Linked DNA regions of Mus musculus: all the other regions are linked to region 1. A link is a contact called in public HiChIP or PLAC-seq and promoter capture Hi-C data. All regions are on one chromosome and are shown on one strand. Each heading gives the region's core, a stretch centred on a gene start, on an enhancer-like site or on the middle of the called end of the contact. The rest is flanking DNA. Distances are from core to core; before and after follow the strand shown.

Region 1 (2,700 bases), core at 73-2,572:
GCAGAAAACCCCACCCTGATGCAGTATCCCTTCCTGCTATGTCAGGATCCCCTCCGTACTAAACACTAAACCCACCAATGGGAACAGTGCAGAAGGATACTGGCGATCTCTTCAAACAGGTAGCCTGGACATGGGATGCTATCATCTGAGGTCCCCTTCAACAGGATGGGGAGCTGTAGGGGAATGAGGGCCATGGTGAGCTGCCATCTTAGACAGGGTAGGTCCCAGCCACTGAAGGGAATGGAAGCAAGCCTCATGCTGACTGGGGCTAAAACTGCCCAGGAGAGAGTCTGGGCAGGGCCACAGTCACCCTAAGGGCCACAAAGCAGAGCTGCAAACAGGCTCTGCTCTGGCATGGAGGAGTGACCCGGGAAAGAGGAAAATCAACAAAGGTTCTCTAACGAGGTCAAGATGAGGTTCAGCCCCTGCCTCCTACACTAAGTAACAGCAACAGAAAGAATCTCAGGGCTTTCTGTGCATTGGATGGGTGAGACTACTGGGTACAGACCCAAAGAGTGAGAACCGCTCAGCTTGGGGACTTTAAGGTTCCTTGAAGATAGCAAACTTCCATCTTATTGAGTCATGAATCAGCTTGGTTGTGCTTGCTTACTTACTTCCTTGCGTGTCCCTGCAAGCCTATGGTGTTTACTTGGTTGAAATCTGGGAACACCTCATCTCATCCATCAGTATCTGGATGAGAGGGCGAGGTTTAGGAACATTTAAGACAAGTATGTCTTCACCGTGCTATTTGTCTACAGTGCCTTCAAGGGGATCTGTAGGGAGGGAGCTGCACAGTTCAGTACTTCAGATCTTGTCCCAGACTTGAGTGATCTGATCTCTTGTAGCAGGGACTCTTAAAAGCCTAAGAAGGGTCCCTGGGGCCACTCAGTGCCCTCAAGATCCAGTCAGAAAGCTCAAGGCAATCAATTTATTGCAGTCAACAGCTGGCAGCAGGCTCCGCTCTCGCCACCCCGTGGCTATGGCCTTCCAGATGCCCCCTGTCCCCCAGAGATGTACGAGCTTCCAGGATCTTCTGAAATGAAGCCTGGGGAGAGCCGATGGGCCCCGCTGGAGATCGCCCGCCGCCCTTGGGGTTAACCTTCTGCTATCACGGCAGGCACACTCATTCTCGGCAGCTGCTGGACAGTGTCTGTCCCCGCTAATCTAGCGAGGTTCCCGGGCGCCGGAGGTCAGCACACCCGGCGAGTTTCACTCACCCTATGCAAGAAGCTCAAGCGGTCCCGCAGGGGCGGCACAGCTGCCATGGTCCAGGTAACCTCCCAAACTGCCCCGCTTCCGCCAGGCTTCGATCCTCCAATCGTCGCGCTCCTCTCGCTCCCCCGACCAATCGCTCGCAAGGGGCGGGCACGAAGGCGGGAACATCTGCGTCTCAGCCAATCCAAAGTCTCAGCAAGAGACGGACAAGAACGGCGACCAATTACAGAAGCACAGGACTGTGACTCTGACCAACCAGAAAATAGGATAGGCGGAGAGTCCGGATGTTCACGCGTTCGACTCCGGAAGAGGCAGGGCCCAAGATGGCGGCGCCCTCGAGAGCCTAAAAGGACCGCTCATGTCTGTGAACGGAGCGGTGTGGGGGCGTGTGCGGAGCCGTTTCCGAGCCTTCCCCGAGCATCTGGCGGCCTGTGGAGCTGAGGTACGGAGCGAACGGAGCGGAAGCGGAAGCGGGATGGGTGGCGACTCGGGTCAGGTCCCTGTACTGTCCCGTCTTCCCTCAGGCCTCGGCTTATGGCAAGTGCGTGCAGGCGTCCACCGCCCCAGGAGGCCGCCTGAGTAAGGACCTCTGCGTTCGCGAGTTCGAGGCCCTGCGGAGCTGCTTCGCCGCCGCGGTAGGTGGGCGTGTCCCTGCTACGTCATCTCTGTCTGGCGTCCTCTTTTCCGCCAAGCAACTCCAGTGACAAGGGGACAGGGCCTCCAGTTAGCTGTTGGCGTCTTGCCGATGGGCAACCCGATGAGACCGACCCCAGCTCCACTTGGTTTCTCCCAGCAATTCCTGCTAGATGCCAGGGCAGTGTCCTGCTAGGCACGCACCCCTGACGCACCCTGTCCCCGAGGAGTAAAGTGCAAGGTCCGCAGCAGGTTCTCCCTGCAGCACGGAAGCGATGCTGAGAGCCGCTTGGGTTCTTGATCCTGGCCTTTTTGCCCATGACCCCTCCACTAGAGCTAGGGTCGGTGGTTAAGAACCCAGGGTGACAGACACACTGCATCAGAAGCAGGTCCACAGTAGCCTCGGCGGGAATGAGGAGCAGTGTTTGAGTTGACTACAGCCCAGCCTCACCTACATACAGCCTTTGGTTTCCCGGCAGAGGCTGTTCAGTCGTCAGGTGTTGCGCTTTTCTTGTTCCTTCTAACTTGACACAAGCCTTTACTCTTGTGGTTGGTGGCCAGCAGCTGTCATTGAAACCCTAAACACACTCCTAATGCTCAGAGTTTCTGCTGTCCCTGCCACCCTCTCTGTGGCTGACCAGAATTGTGTGACTCCATCTGCTGCTTTGCCTGGACCAGATAAAGGCACCCCCCTGTGGTTCCCCCTCCATCCCTGCCCATCTCATAACAGAAACTCTCAGTCACAGGGGCCAGGCGTCCTCTGTAGGTGAGCCCAGGCTGGGACCCCCCGAGACACACTAGCATCTCAGTTCTTTAGCGTGGTTGGGATAAGGTGGCATTTGATGTGGTAGA
Region 2 (3,017 bases), core at 263-2,762, 530 kb after region 1:
TCACTGAAGCACAGTGCCTCCGGAGTTTAACAATTTTCTGGAACCTTGAAGTTTCATAGGGCAAGTTCCACACCAAATGAAAAAAACACTGCACCTATGAGCAGCCTCAGGGCTCAGGGTTAAGGGGACATCCCTTAGCACAAACCACAAGGTAAGCACAGTCTAGACATGAATCCCTGGGCAAGGAAAGCAGTAGGATGGAGTTCAAGAACCTTCACGACAGATAAGTCAGTAAACAGCCATTCAGCCACACCCCACAAAACTGTCACCTCCCAAGAGTCTCCAGACACCCAACAGGGCACACACACTTTTTGGTAACTCCAGGCAACAGTGGGACCCCAAACTCTTCTGAAAGGAATAACATTGGGATAAATAAAACTACATCTTCTACTCCATGGTTGCACCTCAAAAACTCTCACCAGCTGCCTAGATCCACACTCTGCTCTCCTTAGCTGGTTAGAGCTGCCCCAGCTTCTTTCAAGCCACAGACCCTTCTCCCCCTGCCTCCCGGTCTTCCCCATCTAGGACCGACGAAGCCTGGCCATTCAGGGTCACAGAGAAGGAAAGCTTGCTTCCCAGACGAGCTGGCTCGGCCCACCTAAGCTCCTCCCCTCAGCGTACACCGATCGGTCTCCGGGTTTGGGGAACTGCCCCAGTTGTGGGACCCGGGCCAGGAGCCCAAGAACCAGGCAAGGATGCGCACGCCCGGGGCTTTACCTTCCACCCCGGGAGAAACCTGCGGCGCGCCCCTGCAATGCCTCCTTCGGAGCCTTTGCCTCCAACTCACAGGTCTGTCAAACTTAAACACGACCCCGGATCCCGGCCCGACCTTCACCACCCGGATCGAGCCCTGTCTCCCGACTAGACCGGCCGATAGCGGGCCCCGGCCCCCCGCCCTGGCCCAGCGTCAGCAGGAGCACCGAGTGACCTCATGCTGATGACTCAGCACGTCTCCGCTGGGCTCGCACCCGCGTGGCGAGCCCAAGCCGCGCAGCAGGGTCTCCCCGCCGCCTCCCCTGTGGGCCCGCGCGCGACCCCGCCCGCGCGGAAGCCGACGGACACCTGATGAGTCAGCAGCTCGGTGCGGCCACCCCGCTGACCCGGGCAGACGCGCGCAGCTCGCCCTTAAATCGCGCCCCCCGCAGGGCACCCGGGGTCCGCCGCCGCGCGCACGCCCGTCCCCAGCCTCGCGGTCGCCCGGTCCGCCGGCTCTAGGGGGACACAGGCGAACAGCCGGCTGGCGGGGAAACCAAGGCACGCGCTGCCGTCGGGTGCGCCGCAACCCCGAGGCCAGGCCCCGCCGCCCGCCCCAGCCCCGCGCACTCACCACACTGCGGGCCCGGGCGGGCCAAGGCGGGGCTGGGGCGGGGCCGCGCGCGCGCGCTCCGGGGCTGCGCGGGGCTGGGGCGGGCGCGAAGGGTCCGGGCCGGGGGCTTAGGAGGACTGGCCGCCTGCGCGGGCCGGGCCAAGCGCGCTGGGAAGGCCGGGCCGGACCGGGCTCAGAATCCGCCGCCGCCGCCGCTCCTCAGACGTCACATGATGTTTGGTCACGTGGGTTCCATTCATGAAGCGGCGACGCGGCTGGCCTAAGCTTAAAGGGAAAGGCGAGGCGGCAGCAAGGCGAGCGCGCCCCCATCACGCCTGCGCAGCCCCGCGCCGTTGCCCTTGGCAACGCCCGCCGCGCCCTGGCAATGTCTCGCGGGAGTCGTCCCGGCGCTCGCCGGGTTGACCGTGCTCCTGCAGAGACAGGTTCTACGGAGTGGCCCCAACTCGGATGCCTCTAGCTCCCTCCCGATCTCCACACCAACTCAGACCGAGGTCTATGGGAGGTTTGTTTGATTTTCTTCACTTGGATGCATAGTTTCACTGTACAGCGAGCAGACTGGATTTCAATTCCCTGAGATGCTCCTGCCTCGGCCCCCTGAAAGCGGAACTCACAGATGAGCGTCACCACGCGGGAACCTATTTGCTGTTTTGAAGGTGTGACACAGTGATTTAGTTCCTTACCCCGTTCTGCTGCGACGTCCTCATTCTAAATGGGTCAGCAGTCTGAAAAGGACACGGCTGTTGAGGGGCACAGCCCCAACCCCAGCTCAGATCCCCAAACTATCCACGATGACACGAAGGCTTGGAGGACGCTCACTAATGATTCTAATCTCCGGAGGGTGCTAGGGGCTTCACCTGCGGCCGTGGACCATCTCTTCGGGTAGTGTGCGTGCACTGTAGGAGTTGTGCACTTTGCCCAACCCTTCTCTGCCGCATTTGAAACTACTTTGGGTGCATTCTGCTGCTACTTTTTCTGTGAGACTTCTCGCTGCTGTTGAAAAAGTAAAAAAGAAGGAAAGTAGGAGGGATCAAGTTTTCATTTCGAGGTTCTGAACGTTCTATTTGACCCTGTCTTCTCTGGGAATCGTGAAAAGGTGACTCGTTCTGTAACATAGGTGACAAGGAAAAGGGGGTAAGCAGGCTGGAGGGGGCCTGTGTGTGTCCTTTGTGTCAAATTTGGTTTCTTGAGACAAGGTTTAGACCAGGCTGGCCCCAAACTCTCAGAGATCCGACTGCCTCTGCCTCTCTAGTGCTGGGATTAAAAACATGTGCCACCACACCCAGCCTCAAAAAGTAATTCTTTACATTGTATTTCTTTGGGGAGTGGGGGGGGGGGAGCTTTTATCTTTCACTGGCTGTAGCCAGAGTCTCAGAATACAGAGAATTACTCCTTATGCCTTGTGGTGGTTTGAATAGAAATGGCCTGCATGAATTCTAAATGCCGTGTCTAAATGCTTGGCCCATAGGGAATGGCACTATTAGGAGGTGTGGTCTTGTTGGAAGACGATTGTCTCTGTGGGGACAGGCTTTGAGGTCTTATATACTCAAGCTATGCCCGTGTGTGACTTACAGTTTCTTGCAGCCTTCAGAATGCAGAACTCTAACTAAGCCCATCCTCCAGCAGCAAGTCGGCCCTGATTCAGTCTTGCTACTCTCCATGACAATAATGGATTAAACCTCTGAAAGCGTAA
Region 3 (2,908 bases), core at 353-2,852, 520 kb before region 1:
CAACCCCCAACCCTAATCTCCCATTGATAGCTGTGATGGTTTGTATAGGCTTTGGCTAGGGATTGGCACTATTAGCAGGTGTGGCCTTATTGGAGTGGGCGTGTCACTGTGGGTGTGGGCTTTAAGATTCTCATCCTAGCTGCCTGGAAGCCAGTTTTCTGCTAGCAGCCTTTAGATGAAGATGTAGAACTCTCAGCTCCTCCTGTACCATGCTTGCCTGGATGCTGCCATGCTCCCGCCTTGATGATAATGGACTGAATCTCTGAACCTGTAAGCCAGCCCCAGTTAAATGTCCTTTATAAGACTTGCCTTGGTCATGGTGTCTGTCACAGCAGTAAAACCCTAAGACAATAGCCATTTGCAAATAACAAATGTAGTTTTCTCCAAGAAAGTCTCACTGGGGAAACAAATCATTCCTAAAACTTTATTTATTTGTTTGTTTATTTATTATAAACACACTGTAGCTGTCTTCAGACACACCAGAGGGGCATCAGATCTCGTTACAGATGGTTGTAAGCCACCATGTGGTTGCTGGGATTTGAACTCATGACCTTTGGAAGAGCAGTCAATGCTCTTAACCGATGAGCCATCTCTCCAGCCATGAAACAAATCACTCTTAAAGGTCGGCCCCAAGCCCAGCTGTAGATGGCCAACATGAAACAAACTCAACAGTTTCTCTCTCTCTCTCTCTCTCTCTCTCTCTCTCTCTCTCTCTCTCTCTCTCTCTCTGTCTCTCTCTCTCTCTCTCTCTCTCTCTTTCCTTTTTTGGTTTTTCCAGACAGGGTTTCTCTGTATAGCCCTGGCTGTCCTGGAACTCACTCTGTAGACCAGGCTGGCCTCGAACTCAGAAATCCGCCTGCCTCTGCCTCCGGAGTGCTGGGATTAAAGGCGTGCGCCACCACGCCCGGCAGCAGTTTCTTTGTCTCATAATGTTAAGTCATAAGTGAGGGCTATTTATTTATTTATTTATTTAGTTAGTTAGTTAGTTTTGAAACAGGATCTTGCTTTGTAACCCTGGCTGGCCTGAAACCCTGTGAAGACTAGGCTGGCTGGAGTTTACAAAGATCTGCCCACCTTTACCCCCTCCCCCCCCCCCCATTGCCTCAGGCAGGAGTGCTGGGTTCAAAGGTGTGTGCCACCACACTCACTTATTCTAGGCCTTTATCTGCTGGGATCAGCCCTGCCCGCGTGAGCTGCTCTTCTCAGCAAGCACTGAGGTATAAATGCAAATCTCATCTTTAAAAAACACATCCAGGGGGCCTGGAGAGAGGTTCAGCACCAGGAGCTGAGAGGAAGAACCCTGCAGAGGACAAGGGGGGTCCTGAACCCCAGGAGGCCTCAGGACTTCAGTTCTGACTCCACCGAGGGTCAGTCTCTGGCACTGGCTGTGGCTGCTTCTGATGAACAGCCTTAATAGCAGGCTTGGAAACGGGCCCAGAAATCTGAAATTCCATAATGATTGGAGATTATTTGGATCCAGCTCCCGGGAACTTTATGATGCTAAAATAGAGTTGGACCTTCACATCCCTGAGGTGTAGGGCTGAGATACTCAGATCTTAATTCTGAATGCCGCCAAGTCCCTGCTGGCCCCTCTCCTGTCCTTTTTAAAGGGTGATGACGCAGGACCTGCCTTTTAACCCTTGGTATTTACCCTCAGCAGGCAGCTCTCGAGTCCTATCTCAAACTTGCTAAAGTAAATGCTGTGCCCTTTTCAGAGAGCTGTCATGTATAACAAACTGCCACTGTGTCTCCCGTTCCTGCCCCCCAGCGAGCCCTGCAGGGGCATCTGCTGGCATGTGGGGCAGCTGTGCTCTGACAGTGAGCTTGTGTGTCTCTGGCAATCCCTCCCCATCCCTTCCCAGGTGCTGCATTAACATTCCTGGGAGACACAGCGGGGAAATCCTATCACCCTAGATGGGCAGCAGTGACAAGCCAGAGCACGATTTCACTGAAGTCTGACTTAAGTGAGACCAGTGAACTTTTGGGTTTGCTTACAGAGAACAGGTAAGGGGTTACTTACTGGAGCATGGGTGACCCCCAAATGCCTGCATCCCCCCCATCATGAGGCCTCCTTTTAAATTAACTCTCTGCTTGCAGTATAGCCCAGCATCTCCAAAAATTAGCTAAAAGAGATAGCTCAGACTGTCATTGTTCCCTGGATGAGGGGAAAGAGGAGGTGTCTTCAGCTGATCAGAGAACTACCAGATCCCAGGTCAGGGGTTCATTACTGTCATCACAGACTTGGCTACTGTGACATTATTCTGCTTTGGTGTCATGGCTATGAGTCAAAGTCCAAGGTGGCATCTTGCTATGCCCAGAGGTAAAAGGGCTGTACAGAACCAGACCAGAAGTCCAGCTATGTTGCTCTAGAGCTAGGTCCAGAGTCGGTTCTGTGTTCTAGGCACAGCCAAGAGAAGCAGGCATTCACCGGTGTCTGCAGGCATCAGTCATATTGCTGGACCAGACTGAGGAGGATAGGGGAACAGAGACCCATGACTGTAACTTTAATCCTTTTTTCAAGTCCTATTTTTAATGATGGTTCTTAAATGTTTTAACCTCCCTTTTATCCCATCACCCACCAGAGGTAGTGGAAAAGAAAGGATATGGAGGAAGTTATAAGAGTTATGTTGTCCTTATGAGAGTTGTTTAGAAAGGTTCTTTGGAGCAACTCCCATCTGTGTAGTCTGGAAATCGGCAGATTAGTTCACAGGACAGCAGGCAGCGGCAGTTCCATTCACTCACAAACACTTCATGGATACACTAGCAGTCTAGTTTGGTAGAGTCAGGTTAGCAATATCAGTGATACAAACTAGCAGAGACAGCCAAGCCTCAGCCTCAGCTTGAGTCAGCAGGAGGGACCAACAGGAACACCAGGAGAAGTTCTCAGCTGTGCCTCTCTCAGGGAAGC
Region 4 (3,033 bases), core at 198-2,697, 580 kb before region 1:
ATAACAGTAGCAAAATTACAGTTATAAAGCAGCAATGGAGATAATTTTATGGTTGGGAGTCACCGTAATTTGAGGAACAGTGTTAAAGTGTTAAGGAGGCTGAGAATCACTGCTCTAGGTGATCCTTGGTCCCTCTGATGCTCCTCCAAAGGGAACCAGGAGGAACAGTGGACTGGAGCCATGCAGAGTCACCCTGGTTTCAGTCAGACCCTCAGATGCAAGCTAAGCAAAGCAGAAGTGGGTCCTCAGGACTTCATGCAGCTTGGTCTCTGAGGTCCTAGGAAAAAGCCATGCTACCTCCTAGACATCCTCTTCCTCCGCTGACAAGGAACAGTATGATTAAGGCTCCATTATTAACTTGCCAATCTTATTTCTGGGGCACAGCCGCTAACAGCTTAGGGGACCCACTTGGCATATAACGAGGTCTCCATGACAAATTACTTGGCTATCAATTAACTATCTGGGGAAATGTCATGCAGGATCCGTCATGCTGGCAGGGGAGAGAGAGCCAATTAACCTGGAGCAGTCAGTCCAATCCATACTCAGCCTCCAGCAGGGCTGGAAATGAGGCGAAGGAGCCTGCAGGGGCCCACAGTGGGCAGAACCTTCCCACCACCCCAGACGGACACAGGCTCCGTTCCTTCGTTCATAACATGGTCACTGGTCATGTGGCCGAAAAGGTCTCGGCTGAGGGGACCAATGGTTGGGTTAGACCATCTCTGGGAGGGATAACTGCACTGCCAGTGTCCATTGCTTAACATGTGACCGCAGGAAGCAAAGGGTCACCCACATCCTCAAGGTAAAGGGGACAAACGGCAGAGCTGTGAGATAAAGGGGTGGATGGACCCCAGAAACACAGCGCTGGCGACAGAGAAGCAGAGAACAGCCAGGATACTGCCTACGGACAGGTTACAGCACACTTGGCACATGGGACCATTGGCAGCACACTGGCAGCTACCGGCAGAATCCTGGCAACCTTCAAGGCTCTGGGATGCTCTGAGTCTTTCTGGAGTGACCCACTGCACCTCTAGCTAAATTTGACTGCCTCCCTTGCTCTGGCAGGTGCAGGCTTGGCCCTGACTCCTGAAGGCCAGGGCGGGTGTCCTGGGAGTAGGACAGAGTCATCCCGGACGAAGTGCGCGACCCCCTCAGCTGGCATTATAAGCCACAAAGATGGAGGGCTCTGGTGACTCTGGGCCATTACTGCCTGTACCTTTGGAGATCTGGCTTTGCTTTTAGAAAGGCCCTCTGGGTGCTAGGGGTGCCCACTCAGAACAGCAGCCCAGACCCTGACCCACCACACCCTTCGGCTTTGTCCGCGCCACTCAGCCAACCAGTGATTGGCAGCTGCCACTGCCCCGCCCCCAAACCTCATGCCTATTCATGACACTGACATATGGCACCTCCGTGGGGGGCTGAAGGGATCTGCTAGTTGAGAGAGTGCAGCTTGTCCCCATTCGAGCCCTGCTGAAGCAAAACAAATGCAAGATGCGAGGGGAGCAGAGGCGGCCCGGAGGCGTGTGCGCGCCTGTCGGTGAGCCTGTGTCTGCACACTCGCCCTGCAGGGACGCTGCGAGGGGGATGCAGGGTGAACCGGGGAGGATGGAAGGACTGGGCCTTCAGAGCCTCCTGGTTCTCCGCCGTGGGGTCCTGAGGAATCTGGCTGTCTGCCCATTGCCCCAGGCAGGCTTACACAATGAATTTTCCTCTCTTACACTGAGCACTGGGCTACAGACCGTGGGGCTATACCAGAGGTCTATATCAGAGGTCTGCAGCCCCAACAGAAGCAGATCTTTGGGAATGACAGTTCTAGCATCAGTCCAGAGGACTCCAGGCTCAACCCGAGTCTTGTCTTTTTATCTTTTCATTGTGTACTGGGATAGTGTCTCCCTTTGTTGCCCATGGCCGGGAACTCCTGCCTCCGCTCCCAATTACAGGTGTGTACCACCATGCTTTGGAGGTGCTGTGGCCCACAGAGGTCCTGTCTCACGTCTGGCTCCTCTTCCATTACCCTCTTCCTGAGGCTGAAGAAGTAGGTTTGGCTTTCAGACATCCTTGGCAGGGATGAGGCTAAGGGCTCTTTTTCCCAGTCTAGGCCTGGAAACCAACTTGGTATGTATATCCTAGAAATGCCATTGGATCCAGGACCTGCCTGTCCTCACTGTGCAAAAAAACGCCTCTGGCCACAGCCCCTGCCCTGATGGGACGGGCCCAGGTTGATTGGGCACTGGGCCGACTATGTTTCAGGCACCGCTGTGCATTGAGGCATCTGCTGCCACCATCTCCGGGCAGATGGCTTCCAGTGAGCTAAGTGTGTGCGGGGGAAGGGGTGCCATAGGAACCCCTTCCCGCAGGGAGCTTGGGGGCGGGAGAGGCAGGCACCCGCTAGAGCGAGCAGGGAGCAGACCACATCTGAAGGAGAGGCTGGGACCACACGAGTTCTGAGTGGGGTAAAGCCAATGAGTTTGTGGAGTCCCTGCCCATCCTCGGAAGAGAGGTGAGGTATCTCATGGAGCAGGGTTAGCCTTTCCCAGCAAACCTGGCTGGGTGGTCTTGGGTGACTTCTTTCTTTCAGGTTCCCAATGCCTGACAGAAAACCATCCTCAGACATCTGCCAGCTCCCAAACTTGAAGCTTCAGTAGGATGAGGGTGTCACCAGCACACAGACACTTGTCTGTTAGGGGGTGGTACAGTGAAGACACACTGGCACACCCTACCAGGCTCACCCAAGGCTCCCTGAGGGCTAGTCTTTGTGCTGTGTTAGTTGAGGTCACGGTGCTGGGCAGGGTTCTTTACCAACTGTCCCTAGCCACACCGGCAGCAACTGGAACCACAGGGGCGAGGGGCTGCCCAGTCTTCTGGCCAGGACACTAGCTGGGGTCAGAAATCCACTTCTCTCCCGGCTATCCCCAAAGCCATGTCTACTGCACTCAGGACTTACAGAAGAGCCAGGAACCTCAGTTCTCAAGGAAGAGGTAAACAGAATCCATCCTGGAGAGTTATGGTAAGGCAGGTCCTCCAGGGGCATTACGG

Evidence for each region. Promoter capture Hi-C pulls out the DNA fragments that hold promoters and counts their contacts. HiChIP or PLAC-seq counts read pairs in DNA pulled down with a chosen protein or histone mark.
Region 2: a contact with region 1 is called in a FOXA1 HiChIP or PLAC-seq map of pancreatic cancer cells. The contact joins the promoter of Mafg here to the promoter of Tepsin in region 1. A contact is called at or near these places in 1 of 39 promoter capture datasets (pre-B cells), 1 of 484 Hi-C or Micro-C datasets (CD4 T cells), 1 of 115 datasets of contacts at active chromatin or transcription factors (pancreatic cancer cells) and 1 of 9 other capture datasets (adipose tissue).
Region 3: a promoter capture Hi-C map of liver shows a contact between it and region 1, with 2.5 times the contacts expected there. The contact joins the enhancer-like site here to the promoter of Tepsin in region 1. A contact is called at or near these places in 2 of 39 promoter capture datasets (embryonic stem cells and liver) and 3 of 115 datasets of contacts at active chromatin or transcription factors (bone marrow-derived macrophages and embryonic stem cells).
Region 4: a promoter capture Hi-C map of hippocampal neurons shows a contact between it and region 1, with 2.5 times the contacts expected there. The contact joins the enhancer-like site here to the promoter of Tepsin in region 1. A contact is called at or near these places in 10 of 39 promoter capture datasets (the 3T3-L1 cell line, 3T3-L1-derived adipocytes, the C10 cell line and 5 more), 2 of 484 Hi-C or Micro-C datasets (B cells and cerebral cortex), 7 of 115 datasets of contacts at active chromatin or transcription factors (bone marrow-derived macrophages, embryonic forebrain, embryonic stem cells and 4 more) and 3 of 9 other capture datasets (embryonic stem cells, liver and macrophages).

The regions. Positions count from the first base shown.
Region 1 is chr11:120,097,409-120,100,108 of GRCm38.p6, forward strand. It overlaps Tepsin (TEPSIN, adaptor related protein complex 4 accessory protein), which reads right to left and starts at 1,323. Exons shown (of 13, transcript NM_183137.2): 1 at 1,218-1,323; 2 at 101-173. The coding sequence starts at 1,265. Ndufaf8 (NADH:ubiquinone oxidoreductase complex assembly factor 8) reads left to right here and starts at 1,526. Exons shown (of 3, transcript NM_001110242.1): 1 at 1,526-1,657; 2 at 1,740-1,850. The coding sequence starts at 1,574.
Region 2 is chr11:120,632,035-120,635,051 of GRCm38.p6, forward strand. It overlaps Mafg (v-maf musculoaponeurotic fibrosarcoma oncogene family, protein G (avian)), which reads right to left and starts at 1,513. Exons shown (of 3, transcript NM_010756.3): 1 at 1,328-1,513. Gm17586 (predicted gene, 17586) reads left to right here and starts at 1,716. Exons shown (of 3, transcript NR_165823.1): 1 at 1,716-2,458.
Region 3 is chr11:119,575,644-119,578,551 of GRCm38.p6, forward strand. No RefSeq gene overlaps it. Among named protein-coding and RNA genes, the nearest start is that of Rptor, 26 kb to the right of the region's middle. Within about 2 kb of position 1,603, at least 12 of the 459 cell types and tissues checked have an H3K27ac peak or open chromatin away from gene starts, as enhancers often do. A contact at or near this core is called in liver, where this site is marked.
Region 4 is chr11:119,513,739-119,516,771 of GRCm38.p6, forward strand. No RefSeq gene overlaps it. Among named protein-coding and RNA genes, the nearest start is that of Gm39484, 7.9 kb to the right of the region's middle. Within about 2 kb of position 1,448, at least 72 of the 459 cell types and tissues checked have an H3K27ac peak or open chromatin away from gene starts, as enhancers often do. A contact at or near this core is called in cerebral cortex, embryonic forebrain, forebrain and 1 more, where this site is marked.